2 separate regions of the Mus musculus genome follow, and region 1 is linked to region 2. A link is a contact called in public Hi-C data. All regions are on one chromosome and are shown on one strand. Each heading gives the region's core, a stretch centred on a gene start, on an enhancer-like site or on the middle of the called end of the contact. The rest is flanking DNA. Distances are from core to core; before and after follow the strand shown.

Region 1 (4,870 bases), core at 234-2,733, 250 kb after region 2:
AAAACTTGAATTTCCAAGAAACTTTAGTTTCAGGGCAGGAATGTTCAACCTGTGGGTCGCGACCCCTCTGTGAGTCACATGACCCTTTCACGGGGCTCACCTAGGACCATCAGAAAACACAGATATTTACATTAGGATTTGTAACAGTAGCAAAAATACAGCTATAAAGCAGCAACAAAAATAATTTTAAGATGGGGGGATCACCACTACATGGGAAACAGCATTAAATTGTCACAGCATTAAGAAAGCTGAGAACCTGTTTTAGCGGCGTTTAAACTTCAGGGTTTGTTTACAACAAAAATCACTCATGCTTATTAAAGTCTTTTACAACGATCTTTCCTTACAGAAAGGCTAAGAACATGTGAGGGCATTTAAAAACACGGGGGCGTAGAGGGGTAGGAGTGAAGTTTTCCAACGAGACCGGTGAAAGGAAGTATTCAGCCTGGAAGTGGGCACCTGGGTACGTGCAATGTAGTATTCTTAATATAGCCAACCATCTAATTCCCCAAAACTGGGGCAGCACAGCTATTCTACCTAACTTACTGAGGATCTGGCCCAGGGAGTATCAGGAAGGGAGTCTGAAACTGGCAGTCCTTGAGAGTTGCTGAAAGCATTCTGATGTTTGTCTACCGGCGGGCAGAAAATAAGTCGTGACTTCTCAATTCTTAGGTAAGCCTCTGCCTGGAAGACTGAACCTGGAACCGCTACAGGCCTAGGGTAAACGTCCCGGAAGGGTGGAGGGTAAGGAAGCTGGATGGTTCCAGGAAGTGAGTGGGGAGGAGGAAGCTGTGGAACTGGAGCTGAGCCCACCGCATGGCTTCCCGGACGCCTGGCAGAGGGAGTCCCTGGCCAAGGTGCGCAGCATCACGCGCGCTCTTGGTAGGACTGACCCTTCGGTTCCCGACATCACTGAACCTCTGGCCCTGATTGCGGTTGTTTAAAATAAATAAATAATTTTTTAAAAGGTTGCGAAGTGGGCGGCGGCTAGGGTTTCTGTAGCTGAGTCACAGCTTTGCCAACTTTCACAACATTTCCCAGAAAAAAAAAAAAAAAAGACTCAGCCAAAGCCCACCACTCTCGTCCCCAGTTCTGTGTCATTTGACCCTCTGGGGGGGAGGAGGGGAAGGTAACGTCAGCCAGTACCACAACTAGTCCCCACTCAGCATGCAACTTCTCACCAGCGCCAAGCCTCGTGGTACCTGGAGCGCTAGCCAAGTGCCACCAAGCTCGGATGGAAGGAAGAAAAGAGAGCCGCGTCCTCACCTGCAGGACACTGACACCTCCACTCGTGTGGCGGGGATGGCCGCACTCAGCTGGTTCAAGTCCCCGATGCCCGTGGCGCTGGTGTAGCGGCTGTCCATCTCGAGCTGAGGAACGGAGCACTTGTCCCGAGCCCACATCCAAGCTGCGGCGGGCTGAGCGCTGCTCGGAGCGGAGCTCCGCACCGACGGGAAGGGGTGAGGGTGGAGGCAGAGGAAGGAGGCGGAGGCGGCGCGGGAAGGGGAGGGAGGAGGCGGACCTCGTCGCGAATCCGGCGACCGAGCCAGTCCTGGCAAAGCCGCCTCGGTCTCCCAAGTGGCGCTCCGGGCTGCTCCCGCCCTGGGGCAGCCCCCGGGCGGTGACTGGGTCTGCAGCTCGGGGGCTCTGGGCGTAGGGCGCAGAGACAGTAGGTGACCCGGACAGACACCGCGCCGTCTAGTGGGAGAGCCCCAGGCGCCGGCGATTGCCCCCCGCCCCAGCTGATATGCTCCCCACTTCGGGCTACTGGACTGATGTGGTGGTGGGGCAAGGGATGGCCACCAGCCTTTGACTCCTGGTGCAGAGGGGCGTGCCAATATATGGGGCAAGCTTGGGTGGAGTGGACGCTGTTGGGACAATCGCAGCGTTATAAGAGAGGTTTCAATGCGTCTGCCATCCCCTGCAACTTTTAGGCGAGGGTCTCCTTAAGGCAAGATCGGCGCCTTGCAACGCACTTGCCAAACCGCAGGGATTTCTGCCCTGAGGCCCGGGAGGTCGTAATAATAACTTATAATCTAGCTCCTCCTCAATCCTGCTCCTCAAGACCTGAAAGCAGGGCAGCGTAAAGCAGATGAGCAGCTCGGGTGACCGGGGAGTTTAGCAAATAGATTCCTGGCGGCGCGACTGGGAGTGGGCAAGACGCGGGGCGCCGCCGCAGCTTGCCGGGTAACCCCCACTTTCCTGCGCACACCTGACCCGAGGCGTCACTGCGGGTCTTCTGGCGATGGCCGCCAGGGGGCGGTGGAGAGCAGGGCGCCCAGCCTCAGGAGGGAGCGTGGCTGGCTCTAGCCCTGGCTCACCTGGAGAATCCTGGGCTTGTGACTGGTCTCCCTTGTGGTATTTTAATCCACTTGGAGCCACTTCCTTAAAGAATCTGTGTGGTTGCAGGGGAAATAGAGTGTAGATGCTTGCCGCTCTTCCCTGCCCCAAATGTTTGCGTCACTTTGGTCTTGTTTGCTTTCCCTGGTCGCCCCGCCCTCCCTTCACCACCCCTTAAATCCACCAGTTCTGTTTTTCTTTCTCTTCCCCCTATCACAAATTAAACTGCAGCTGATGACTAGAATTTTCCCTCAAGCTCTCTTATTGATGCCTGAAATTGATTTGGTGGAGGAGGTCTAGAGGGTTTTTTTTTTTAAGCAAACTAGAATTTTATTTTGCAGGCACCTCCTGAAGAAATAAAAGGTAAGGACTTTAGTGCTCAACCCAGAGGCCTTCTCCGAATTTTCCACTTTATCTAGGTCCATATGTGTGTGTATCTGAATGCATTGATTTACATGCACAATAGCATGCAGGTATTTAAAGTGTGCCCTCTGATGGATTACGATCGGTATCAACCCGCTAAACCATCACCACACCAAAATAATAAACCATTCCCTCGCCCCAAAAGCTTCTTGTGTCTCTTTTGTAATCAATCCCTGCTTTCGCCATTAAAACAACACTTCATCTTTAATTTAAATACCACAGAATATGGCACACTCCATGCCTAACCCGGTTTCTTTCCGTCTGTAAAATTCTTTGCAGTTTCATCTACGATAACAGGTGCATCAATAGTGAATAATCTTCCTTTTAGAGACTTGCCACAAATTGGTCACCCACTCATCTTGATGAACAGTGTACTTGCCCCTGGGTTTGGGCTATTACATACGAGACTGCTGTGAACGCTGGCATATGGGTCTTTTGTGGGCATAAGCTTTCATCACACTGGGCAAGTAGAAATAGAATAGCCAGATGAAAGTGGAAGAGTACACGTAATTTCTTAAGAAATTACTGAATTGTTTTTACAAACTAGTTTTACTATTTTCTATCCTAAAGTAATATATGATGGCCAATTTTATCTATGAGAGTTTTTTTGTTTGTTTGTTTGCTGTTTTGGTTTAGTTTATGCCCATGTCAATGCTAAAAACCCTTGGCATATATATATATATATATATATATATGTATATATATATATGTATATATATATATTATACACACATACATACATATATAAAAATATATTTTGTTTTCTTCTTGTAATTTTAGTTTCAGAATTTACATTTGGGTCTATGGTTTCTTTTAAAGAATGTTTTAAAATTATCTTAAAGTAATCTTTGCCAAAAAATCAACATAGCAAATAAGTTCACTCTTGGACACTGCCTTGTTCTGTTGACCTGTCTGTCTCTGTTTAAACCAGAATCAGAGTGTCTTAACTACTACGGCAACAGGATATTTTTAATTGATTCCTTTCCAAAGAGTTTGGCCACTTTAAAATGTTTGTATTTTCCTCACAGAATTCAGATTCACCTTGACAATGTCTATAAAAATTCCTAAATTTTTAATTGAGCTTATGTTTATCCTAGACATGGTCCCTAATAGAGAGGAACTGGCATCTTATCAGAATTCATCTTCTGACCGCAAACACTGTACAATTTGCCATGTTTTTTAGGCCTTCCTTAATATGTGTCAGGTTTGACTTGTTGGTACCATAGGAAGAGACTGGAGGAAACACAGTGAGGCAGAGACTGAAGCTGCTCTGTACTTTCCTGGGGAACTCCAGACAACTGCAACCTCTGACAGAGGCAGGAGTTCGCACTTGACACTTTGAAGAGAATGTGGCCCTGGGAGTCAGTCAGGTTTACAACTTTCAGTTCTGTGAGACTGCAAGCTCCATTGTTTGAAGCCTGCCAGTTTGTGGCCATATTGTCTCAGCCTTAGGAAAGGTAAACACTGGGTGGAAATGTTAATTCCATGCCGATTGCTTAAGCTCAATACTAATGAGCGTAGCCTAAGGAGGCAAGCTTTGATGATAGAGCAAAGAATATGTGGAGTACAGCTTCCCATTAATAAATCCGACCCGAGCACAGAACTACAATCATTAAAAATAAATGTATCGGTGTGAACTTTAGCTTTTCCACCTGTGCTTTTCTTTAGAAAATGTACTAACAGCATGTGTTAAAACGCATTCAGGTAAACAATGTGTGTAGCCTTGTGATGTGCTAAAAGCAAAGATGAATTATTCACCAGAGCAGTCATTTGGCAAACACTGCCTGGATGTCCCCCTCGGCACTGGACACTGTTAGATCTGAAAGAGGAAATAAAATAGCAGATAAGGACCTTGTAGGGTGTCTTGGGGTTTTTACTGCTGTGAACAGACACCATGACTAAAGGCAAGTCTTAGAAGGACAACATTAAATTGGGGCTGGCTTACAGGTTCAGAAGTTGAGTCCATTATCATCAAGGTGGGAGCAGGGTAGCATCCAGTCAGGCATGGTACAGGAGAAGTTGAGAGTTCTACATCTTAATCTGAAGGCTGTTAGCAGAATACTGACTTCCCGTCAGCTAAAATGAAGGTATTAAAGCCCAGGACCACAAT
Region 2 (5,435 bases), core at 1,112-3,611:
ATAATTTTGATGCATATGATATGTGTAGATTATTGAATGCCAAATAAAAATAATTACAGTACTTTGTGTGAATGTTGGTTAAACATTTAAAACATACCTTCTGCAATTGTTAAATATATTGTTATTAACTAGAGTCATTGTAGCATAATTAGTTAAGTTGAACTTATTCCTCTTAACCAATCCTGTCTTTTGCCCAAGAAATTTATTCTAAATGCATAGAAGACAATTTTAAATATGTGATTCCCTCATATAAACTTATTTTCCTAGAGGTAGTTTTTAAAGTAGTACATTCTATATAGGAGGTAGGGAAGAAAGTGAGGGAAAATAAGCAAATGGAAAAACAAAACAAAAACCAAAAATAACTCAGAGTTTAAAGAGAAAAAACTCCCCAGTGAGTCTGACAGAGAATAAAGCATATGCAGGAAACAGACAAACACACACACACACACAAATTAAAAAATACAAAAGTAACATATCCTATGCATAAGATTCCTGTGACCCTGGGATGCAAATCCCTAATCCTTTGTAAGCCATTGTCTTTGAACCTTTGATCATTCTCTATGTCCAGTCCTTGTCCACCCTTCAAAATGCTTTGCTTTCTTAGTAAACTTTGCTGTTAGTCATGTGTGTCTATCCAAAACCTCCTTCAGGGTCATGAGATCTTGGAAATCCCAGCAGATACTTAACCATATTCCTTGTTTACTCAAATCAATCTCCTTGACCTATGTTGAGTTGTTCATAGGTTTTTACATCATTTTGGTTTTGTCCATTTTGCTTTTATTTCCACTTTCCCCTCATTTTTATTTCTCAAGAGATCTGAATTTGAATAATAGCTTTACTCCCCACTCAGCTCCAGGAGAGCAGGCAATGCATGCATCTCTTAGAGTCTTAGTTGTCGCCTATGTAAAATGGCAGAAATAGGTTCTACCTTGAGGGTTATTATTTTGTTTTTAAGTTTACTTTGATTTTTATTTTGGGAGTTGGAGTTTTGGGGGAGGAGAAAAATAAAGTTGGTTGGATAGGGAAGTAGGGGAGATCTGGGGGGAACTAGTGTAATATCCAAAATAAGCTCAAGACCACTTAGCCCCTTCCCCTCTGAAGGAACTTTCAGAAACATAGTGGTCCAAATGACTGAGTCTACAGCTGCCAAAACAAAATGAGCTGTTCTCAGAAAAATAACCATAACAAGATAGCAGTTCCCAGAGAAATTCCCCTGCCCTCCGCTCCACAGTTAATTCTAAGAAAGACCACAAACCGTCCTGACATTGCTAGAATTCCCTGTGATGTTAATAGCTAAAAATCTGACCAAATCATAATAACCTACCATGGGAGCAGGCAAAGTGAGTCACTAGGCCAAAGGGTTACTTAGTCACTATGCAAACCAACAAACGCCTGAAAGGGTTACTTGCTACACCAATGAGAACCCTGTTGCCTAAATCTTCCCCTTACAAGGTATAAAAACTGTGTTCTTTCTTTGTTCTGGGTCTCTCCTCTGTCATGCATGCTGAGAGGGGGGTCCCCAACATGTTGGATCAATAAAAAAAAAAATCCTCTTGTGGTTTGCAGTGATGGCAGTATCTGTGGTCTTTGTGAGTGAGGGTCTCTTTTGATGAACTCTAACACTAGGAAAAGGGAAATAATTTTATCAAATATATTATCCTAAAAGTATAAATGAAATGAAGAATACAATTTTAAAAACAAACATATGATAATCCTCATATTGGTAGGAAAAGTCAACTTATACTAGTGCTTCTAAGAGTTCATTTAGTGGCTTGAGTTTCAATTTTGACTAAATTTCATATTCTTTAACTGCTTTTCATCTTTAGGGTTCCTTAACAGTTTTGATATGGAAATTGACATGATAGTAATTCTGTGTTTGTAGACATGATCCCATTTCATATCTCCCTCTGCTTTTGCTTCACAGGTGTTAGGTGGGGAAACCTGCCAATCTCTAACATGAAGACTTTGATGACGCTTTTGATAGAAAATTAGGTAACTTTTCTCTGGATATTTTGTAGAGAATATAGAATCTATCTGGGAACTTCTTTTCCACAAAACAGCATTAGAATATAAATAACTACTAGTTCTAATACAGAAAATTTCCTTTTTATTTCTTTCTTTGAAGTTTAACTGGTAGTTTTGTCTTCCCTAATAAAAAGCCCTGATACAAAGGATGTTTCAGAATTCTGGTGTCCAGCTCTGATTTCTTCATTATTCCATGAGCTTTTTGTGGAAAGTAAAAAAATGTCTGGCTTGCTACCCACATTCCTTTACCCATTTCTGACTAATATATCAGTCTATGTGTGTCTATTATTTGAATTGCGACTCCCACTGAGACTGTTTTAAAAGCCTCATTCCACACAAATACAAGAAGTTGAAAAGTTCATGGTGAGTCAGTGCTCATCTTCTCAGTGCAGAGATGAACCCACAACTTCCAAGGCAGGCCCAATCTCGACCTTGCAGACATGATCTCATCTACAAAGCTCATTCCAAAGAAACAGGTTGTCCAGTTACAAAAAATGCAGACAGAGAAAAGGAGAAAGAACCAATGATGTTTTAAGTAATTTTATGAGTGTTGAGTTGGGTGACATTCAGAGTTGGATAGGGGTGCTGGTGGATCACAAGCTGAATATTAGACATGCCCAGAATTTCTTGCTTCTTATCACAGAGCTCCCCAGAACCACACATAGTCTAAATGCCTATATTGTCATGTGTTAGGCCACCTTTGTTTTTTCCACAAGCTGTCTTAGAGTGATGAAAAGAAACTGTCGTAAAATGTGTAATTCTATGCCCGTTGAATTAAACTAATAAGGAATTAATTACTCACCACTGCCTAATTAATTTTTATGGTTTGACCTTTGTTATTGTCTGACAAAAAGAACTTGAGGTGTGGGTACAGCCCTGGGGACATTTTTACTCATATTTGAAGTTTGGAGTTGAGCAGTTGAGCAGAGAATTCTACCTCACAGTAGGTTTTATGTGAACACAAATCAGAGCATACTAGTGCCTACCAAATTAAATAACTATTTTCTTTACTTTAATTAGCAACATAACATGCTTCATTATGACTTTTTTTTTAACATACCTGATTTTGGTTTATTCTGTCCATGGATACCCACTCCTCTTTCATGCCTCTTTGCTTCCTTCCTGGGTTTGTACACTTCCACCTGCCAATACTCCCCACACCAGCATTAACACCTTACATGTATTACAGTACTTGCCTGCATTTCTTTTCTAAAGCCTCTTTTTATTCTCTTATGATCAAAGGTATAGTTTCCTAGTCTATTTCTAATTTGGCTCCACATAAATAAACATACATACAAATGGGAAACAATGCTCTAAGCTGCCTTCAGAGGTGCTTCTTATTGTAGCAGTGAGCAGTGAATGCTGAGACTCATAACTGACCAGTGTTAAGAAGGATGGTGGGTTGCTCAGCAGGGTGCCATCTACATCACCCCTTCCAAGACTCAGGAAACATTATGGCAGAGGGAGCAGAGAGCACAGAAGAGGCCACAGAAGGGAGGTGTGTTACCAAAGGCATCTTCCAGACAAGACAAGGACACCTGTACTCATGAAGTCATAGCAGCTGTGATTTTTCTAAACAAGATCTGCACAGTGCTATCAAGGAAAGGGGAAGGGCTTAGAGGCTCCCATTCCTTGCTCCCTGCTGCATTTGGATGTGGTTTCTTTTTAATTTTATACATCCTTTTAAAATTTATTTTTATTATTTTACAATCCAATCGCTGCCCCAACCCTGGCCCTCCTCTCACAGAGTCCCTCCCCACATTCCCCTTCCCTTCTCCTCTGAGAAGGTGGGGCCTCCCTTGGGTATCCCCAACCTTGGCACAAGACTCTTCAGAGTTAAGCACATCCTCTCCCACTGAGGCCAGACAGGGCAGTCCTGTTGGGGAGTAGATACTATTGTCAGACTACAGTTTTAAGGACAGCCCTTGTTCCAGTTGTTGTGGGAGCCACAAGGAAACTGAGTTGCATATCTGCTACACATGTGCCGGGAGTGTCCGTCCAGCCTGTGTATGCTCTTCAGTTTGTGGCTTTCTCTGAGAGCCCCAAGGGTACAGGTTAGTTAACTCTGTTGGTCTTCTTGTGGAGTTCCTGTCCCCCTCAGGGACTTCAATCCTTCCCCCAACTCTTCCATAAGAGTCCCTGACCTCTGTCTAATATTTGGCTGTGGGTCTCTGCATCTGTCTCTACTGCTGGGTGGAGCCTCTAACATGACAGTTATGTTAGGCTTCTGTCTACAAGTATAATAGGATATCACTAATAGTTTCAGGGACTGGTGCTCAGCCATGGGATGGGTCTCTAGTTGAGTCAGTTATTGGTTAGACATCCTTGTGTGCTTCAGATTATTCTTCATTCTTTTTGTTATCATTCTAATTCTTTCGGTGAGAATAGCGCCCTAGCTAGCTTCTATTGCTGTGATAAAGCTCATGATCCTAAGCAACCCTGGAAGGAAATGCCTCATTCAGCTTAGAGGTTACAGTCTAAACATGCACCATGGAGACATGCACCATGGATGTCTCTCTCTGCTTCTGCCCTTTCACTTTTAATGGATGGCTTCCCCAGTAAGGCATTTGCAAACCAATTCCTCTTTTCACCTGCTTACACAGGTTGGTTGTACTGAGAGTGGTCAAAGAAATCAGAGTCACTTGCTATTTAAGGACTGGCTTTCTTCCACTTGGTGCTCAGAGGAAGTTGTTCTGTTTTCATAAATTGAATGTGGCTAATTCTTGGCTCTGGGCTACAATCTTATTGTTGTGACTCTTTAACGCAGTCCCTCATTTTTTTGGTGACCCCAGCCATAAAATTATTTTTGTGACTACTTCATAGCTGTAACTTTGTTACTGTTATGAATTGTAGTGTAAACGTTTTTGTTTTCCAATGGTCTTAGGCGACCCCTGTGAAAGAATTGTTCAACTCCCAAAAGGGTTGGCACTCACGGATGAGAACTGCTGATCTATGGACCTTTTGTTCTTGACTTTGGCAATGAGCCTACTCCTTTATCTAGTTTTCTGGGTTTTTTTTTTCTTCCTTCCTTCCTTCCTTCCTTCCTTCCTTCCTTCCTTTCTTTCTTTCTTTCTTTCTTTCTTTCTTTCTTTCTCTTGTCTCTAAATAATCAATTTTGTTGATTTCTTGAGCATTCCACAATATCTACCAAAATTACACATTTGATATCTTAAAGCAGGCTTCTCAGTTTTGGCGCTGACTTGGGTTTTATTTTTGTTTTATAGTATTTGTTCCTTTAAATTGTATTTCACCTTTTCTACTCTAGTCTCATCTCTTTGTCAGGCAGGAGTTGCGGGGGTGGGGTGGGGTGTTGAGGGCGGGGAGAAGCAAACCAAGAAGAGGGAAATTGGGACATTTGCTTTCTTTCTCTTCTACTAACATTCTTATCTCCCCTCTGGGATTCCCTTACC

What was found. Hi-C and Micro-C count contacts between places; a contact is called where the count stands out from the background.
Region 1: a contact with region 2 is called in a Hi-C map of the C2C12 cell line, with 3 times the contacts expected there. The contact joins the promoter of Cpne8 here to the enhancer-like site in region 2. A contact is called at or near these places in 2 of 39 promoter capture datasets (3T3-L1-derived adipocytes and pre-B cells), 9 of 484 Hi-C or Micro-C datasets (the C2C12 cell line, Sertoli cells, adipose-derived mesenchymal stem cells and 4 more), 4 of 115 datasets of contacts at active chromatin or transcription factors (astrocytes, neural progenitor cells and vascular smooth muscle cells) and 1 of 9 other capture datasets (adipose tissue).

What each region holds. Positions count from the first base shown.
Region 1 is chr15:90,677,905-90,682,774 of GRCm38.p6, forward strand. Cpne8 (copine VIII) reads right to left here and starts at 1,484. Exons shown (of 20, transcript NM_025815.2): 1 at 1,264-1,484. The coding sequence starts at 1,400.
Region 2 is chr15:90,429,955-90,435,389 of GRCm38.p6, forward strand. No RefSeq gene overlaps it. Among named protein-coding and RNA genes, the nearest start is that of Gm36480, 79 kb to the left of the region's middle. Within about 2 kb of position 2,362, at least 29 of the 459 cell types and tissues checked have an H3K27ac peak or open chromatin away from gene starts, as enhancers often do. A contact at or near this core is called in the C2C12 cell line, adipose-derived mesenchymal stem cells, embryonic fibroblasts and 2 more, where this site is marked.